2 separate regions of the Zea mays genome follow, and region 1 is linked to region 2. The links are chromatin contacts, called in public Hi-C maps. All regions are on one chromosome and are shown on one strand. The core of a region is the stretch at or near the end of the contact, and the rest is flanking DNA. Distances in the headings are between cores, read along the strand shown.

Region 1 (2,700 bases), core at 13-2,512, 86 kb after region 2:
TGACTTCATAGGAAAGGTAGGCTTCAATGATTTAATGAATTCCACAAAGTGTCTATGCTCAACAATGTTAAATGGATACTCATGCATGATAATAGCTGTATAAAACTTTCTCAAACTGGTTTATTCATCATATTTATATGGCTGGACAATGCATATATCTGTGCCATGATCCTTTTCTGCCTTGAGCTATTGTTGCCCCTTCACAATCGTATGATAATTTTTCAAATGAGACCAAAATGCAGTTGTTCCTCTACTATTTTTAACCCTAGCTTTGCTAGTCTTGTTTTTGCAACCAGAATACTTGCATTTGGCCCAAACTTGCTTCACAGATTTACCATTCTCCTCTACGACAACCTCATACTTCTTAAAATACTGCCAAACATTTGAAGTGGACTTCTTTGCTTGCTTCAACTTTGAAGAATCATCCTCATCCTAATTAATTCCTTCTTCTGGATTTGCACCTTGTTCATGAGATGTTGCAGCAGGTGTTGACGATGATGCGGACACACCAAAATGTTGACTTGTATTTGCATGAGGTGAGGATGTCAAGTTCTGACTTTGATGTTCACTAGGCAACTCCAACAACATATGCTTTCGTGGAGGTGAAGCTTCGCCTTCACTAGCCATTAGAGCAGATCACAGTTTCTACCTGCAAATAAAAATTGTGACATTGAATAAAAATTGCGACATTAGAGTAGATCACACCTTCACAGTTTCTACCGTGCGTGGAGGCCGAGGTGGAGCTGCCGAGGGGAGGGAGCGTTGTGCGTGGAGGCCGAGCTGTGGAGGCCGTGCGTGGAGGTTGTGCGACCGAGCTGTGGATGTGGATGCCGTGCATGGAGGCCAACTATTTGAAGATGGGATTACTTACTGGCGTGGATTACTTACCGGCCAATCTGTGGATGTGGATGCAGTGCGTGGTGCTGGTGCGTGCGTCCGTGCATTGGGTGTTGCAGCCCAGCAGTGCGTGCGCCCGTCCGTCCGGTAGTGGGTGCCGCAGCCCGGTAAGCAAAGCTAGGGTTACAGATTACATACTGGATTGGGGGCAATGCGATCATGTGTGGTCTGGTGGATCTCCACTCCACGTGCAGCCCGGCAAAGAGGAGGAAGATGAGTCACGGACTCACGACCTCGCGGGGTTGGGGGCAAAGGCGCCACCGCCATAGGATTTGGGAATTCGGAGGGCACGACATGGAGAGCTGAGCAGTGGCGGCTGTGTGCCTGTGCCTGGGCGAGGGCGATGACTGTTGTTGTTGTTGGTGGGATGTGCGACGGTCGATAGGTTGCCCGTGGTGGGCTGCTGCCTACTGGACCATGAGCCCATGAGTTATGAATTTAGAACTTGGGCTGAGCTAGTTAATAGTTTTGGTAAATTCTGAATTTTGAATTCGGTAAATTCCAACCTAAAATGGTAACTGAAGAAAACGGTCGGTAAAGGGCTATATCGATTTCGATACTGATTCCGATCTAAAATTCCGATGACCGATTCCGATTCTAAGAAATACCGATACCGATAATTCCGATCGAAAAAAATCAGAAACCGTTTTTGGAATTCCGAAAAATTCCAAAACCGTTTTCATCCCTACCCGCGCAAGGGTATCGCTCCCCTTGGTCCTCGCAAGAACCAAGTGCTCACTATGAGATGATCCTTTGCCTCTCCGGCGTCGTGGATCCCTCACGACCTCGTACAACCGTCCAGTCGGGTCACCAACAAATCTTCCAGGGTGATCACCGAACTCCAATTGCCATCGAGCCGTCTAGGTGATGCCGATCACTAAGAGTAATAAGTGAAAGGGAAGTAGGGTTAAACCTTTTCCTAAATGATTTTGGTGGTTGAAATGCCCAACACAAATAATTGGACTAACTAGTTTGCTCTAGATTATATATTCTACAGGTGCTAAAGGTTCAACACAAACCAATAAAAAGATACAAGTTAGGGTTCAAAAGAAAGGAACAAAAGAAACCAAAGAGAACCCTAGTCTGGCGCATCGGACTGTCCGGTGTGCCACCGGACACTGTCCGGTGCACCAGGGGCGATCGACTCAAACTCTTCACCTTCGAGTTTCTGGAAATTCGCTCCGCTATAATTCACCGGACTGTCTGGTGTGCCACCGGAGCAACAGCTAGCGAGCGCAACGGTCAACTCCAACGGTCGCCTGCAAAGTGAACAGTGCGCAAACAGTTCGCACAGAGTCAGAGCAGTGCCAGAAGGCGCACCGGACAGTGAACAGTGCCTGTCCGGTGCGGCACTAGACTGTCCGGTGCCCCCAAGAAGTCAGAGCTCCAACGGTCGAAACCGTCAGAACCCTAACGGTTGGGTGACGTGGCTGGCGCACCGGACTGTCCGGTGCGCCCATTGACAGACAGCCTCCCCAACGGTTGGTTTGGTGGTTGGGGCTATAAATACCCCCAACCACCACCACTTCAAGCATCCAAGTTTTTCAGACATCTCATTCAATACAAGAGCTAGTGCAATCAATACAAGACACAATTCAAAAGAATCAAAGCCTCTCCAAGTCCCAAATACACCCCAATCACCTAGTGACTAGAGAGAGAGTTTTGCTCGTGTTCTTTGAGCTCTTATTCTTGGATCGCTTTCTTCTTCCCCATTCTTGTTCTCAAGACACTTGTAATCAAAGCAAGAGACACCAAGTTGTGGTGGTCCTTGTGAGGGGTCTAAGTGACCCGTTTTGATTAAGG
Region 2 (2,987 bases), core at 413-2,912:
TTACTACTATTTGGGATCAGAAAAAGAAACTCCGATCTTGAATCGTCATGGTTATACATAGTGCAAAACATAGATTTTGTCCTCATTCCTCAAATTGGTGACTGGCTCAAATCCCCCTTTTTTTAATCGTTTGCCTTTCCCCCTGTAAATAACATATAAATCTTTGTGCCATTATCTACAATAAATCAACTACTACTACTACTACTAGTAGAGATTCCCTACTACCCCTTCCGGAGAGAAGGAAAAAGATAGCACAAAGATCACGACTTTTTCGAGGAATGAAGAAGCTTGATTGCTTGAGCATCGAGATCCTTGACATTCCCAAACCAACCAAAGAGAAATGTCTCCTGTTCCCCGTGGAAAAAAAAAGAGCAGCGGGAATAAAAGACCCCACTCGCCTCTCATTCAGAAGACAGTGGCCAAGTGGGTGTCCACAAACCACAATCCACTCAACAAAAACAGCGTGCTAGAAAACGAATTCTAAAAGGTACAACGTAATCTCAAATCCTGCCTGAGTGCAGCTCACACATACTAAAAAGAAATCGCGCCAGCAGCTTCTGCTACCTCGCTTTCCTTGCCCCCCCTGCCCAGTGCCCACCGAGAAAGTGGGGGGCGGCGGGAACGTCAACGCCGGTTGCACGAGCAACAAGCGCTTGGTGACGAGATCACCATCTTCCATGGCCCATGGGGGCCACGGCGGTCAATGGACGCAGAGAGCGTCGGGATCTCGGTGACGGTTATCCTGAACGAAAAGCTAAGTGGAAGTTCACGCTTCACACGCATGAGTGACGCATCCCTGCCGTCCTTATCTCGTACATCTTCTCGGTTTCTAGTTCGAGACCAGCACCAAGTTCCTTGTCCCGTACAGCTTTTCAGTTCCTAGCCGAATCGAGAATCTGGAGGAATACAGCAGGCGCGTCGAACTTTTTTTTTTGCAGTTACGCAAGCGTTCTGCTGCGCTCACTAATCTTCTTGCGCTGTTGAGTGTACGACCAAAGGGCCTGAGGAAGCATAGCAACTGCTTGCAAATGCAGGGCCAAATGAGCTTTTCTTCCTTTTATTTAAAAGAACTTTAAACAAAAAATCTAAACGCCGGGAAGCTCGGCTCCTGTAAACTGGCAGCGTATCTAAAGCAGCATCAAGAACAAAATCAGAACAAGCCAGAGCGCCCAAAAGACTCCTTCCTTTGCGCTTGCGCCGAAGGAATCAGCCAGGAACCAGGCGCGAGATTCCGGCACCCTAGCTAGCACCTAGCAGCGAGCAGCCGTACCAACAAATCCACAGGAAGGAGAACTGGCGGTAGAGATGAAACCGGCCAAGGGGACCCGCGAGACCGCGAATCTCGGAAGCCAGTACCACCAGGTAGAAAGGGGGACAAGGCAATGAGGCGGCGCCGGCGGGGTTACCTTGCGCTGGAGGACGGGGTGAGCGGGGAGGTGGGGGAGGACCGCGCCCTGTGCCTCATGGCCATGCGGTGTGTCCGGCGGCGGGATGAGCTCGAGCGGCGGCGCGCTTCTCTTCTCGGCTCTCGCTGCTCTTTTTCTTCCTTCTGCTTGCTGCTGTGCTGCTTTGAGCGAGCTGCGACTGCGAGCTGGGCGGAGTGGAGAAGCGGTCCAGAAGACGACGCGGCAGGGGCAGCGTTGCACGAACACTCAAGGCAGGATATGACCGGATGACCCCGCTTCCCCTCAAATATTTTATATACATATTTTTATTTTATTTTATTTACTGTCAATATTTTATTTATTATTTTCCGCGAACTCTCTGTCAGCTTCTAATAAATAATCACCCTTGTTGTCGTGCAGGAAAGGCGTACTCTTCAATTTAATTTTTGAGTATCAGGCCATAATAGTTTATCCGGTTCCTTGAACTCGTTCTGATCCTTTCCCATACTGAAGTCATGCGCCTATTCATGTAGCCAGTTCTGATCTTATTGGTTATTTGTTTTCGATTGCTGTAAATGAAAAACAAGAAAACATAAATATTAAACGTTAAAGACTTTCGTCCTTCGAAGCATTATCGTCTTTCAGAGATTCTTCATTTTTCATACGAATAATATTACAATGTAATATTATAACAAGCATTCATTTCATATTTTATGTCAAAATAATGTCAAGATTTGTGTTGTATGTTAATAAATGATACAAGTTGTATATTACATTTGTATCTTCGGCTTGCTCGAAGGAGAGAATGCGAGTACATCCTTCCAAAAAACGTGAACAGTACGGATGTACTGTTCATCTTTTTATAGACATAGAACGCAACCTAAACAAAAGTACAATTATGACTCAGATATCTATACATTTATCTAATACAAATATCAAGGATAAACAAGTCTTTTCATTGCTAGCTTGATTTCATGTATGACATTTGTGATCATCTTTAAACCGAAACTTTAATTATTGACGAAGCTTCGTTGTATTTCCTGCGTGTCTGTCACGGCTTCGGCACTCAGTTCCTTTGACGTATCTTTGTCAAAGTGAATTACAAACGGTTTCTTCATCCTGAGGACCTTCGGCAGAGAAGGAGACCCCCAACAGTAGCCCCTTTGCGGTGCTAGGTCGTTTTATCATAACGAACTCGATCCGCGAAACACACGAAGGCTTCTGAATGCCGAAGGTCCAAAAACACCTTCTCTGAGCTTGTTAAAAACTAATGAAATAGTTACGGCCTACGTTGGTCCACCGATCAGTCAGTATGAGTGGCGTGGCGGTACGCCTTCTTCACCTGCAGGGCTATAAAAACAGATTGGTTGGTAAGAAGTTATTACAGCATTCATTGTTATTGCATTGTTGTGCTGCTGAAAATTTTTTACTGAAGCTGAAGTTGTCTGTGCTCTGTGAATTCGTTAATTGGTCTTCGAACAAGCATCAACACAATCGAATGTTATCTTCGTCTTAAGAAGTCAAATGGCTAGTATTAGGTCTACTGCTAGACTGACAAATGAGGGTGGAGAGACCAAAACCACTGAGACATCTCCAATTTCG

Evidence for each region. A called contact is a pair of places that touch in the nucleus more often than the background predicts.
Region 1: a contact with region 2 is called in a Hi-C map of tassel, with 2.6 times the contacts expected there. The contact joins the enhancer-like site here to the promoter of LOC100272358 in region 2. A contact is called at or near these places in 3 of 25 Hi-C or Micro-C datasets (endosperm, leaf and tassel).

Annotation. Positions count from the first base shown.
Region 1 is chr7:19,703,734-19,706,433 of Zm-B73-REFERENCE-NAM-5.0, forward strand. No RefSeq gene overlaps it. Among protein-coding and RNA genes, the nearest start is that of LOC100272358, 86 kb to the left of the region's middle. Within about 2 kb of position 1,263, at least 14 of the 20 cell types and tissues checked have an H3K27ac peak or open chromatin away from gene starts, as enhancers often do. A contact at or near this core is called in leaf and tassel, where this site is marked.
Region 2 is chr7:19,617,495-19,620,481 of Zm-B73-REFERENCE-NAM-5.0, forward strand. LOC100272358 (oligosaccharide transferase1) reads right to left here and starts at 1,663. Exons shown (of 4, transcript NM_001317394.1): 1 at 1,407-1,663. The coding sequence starts at 1,471.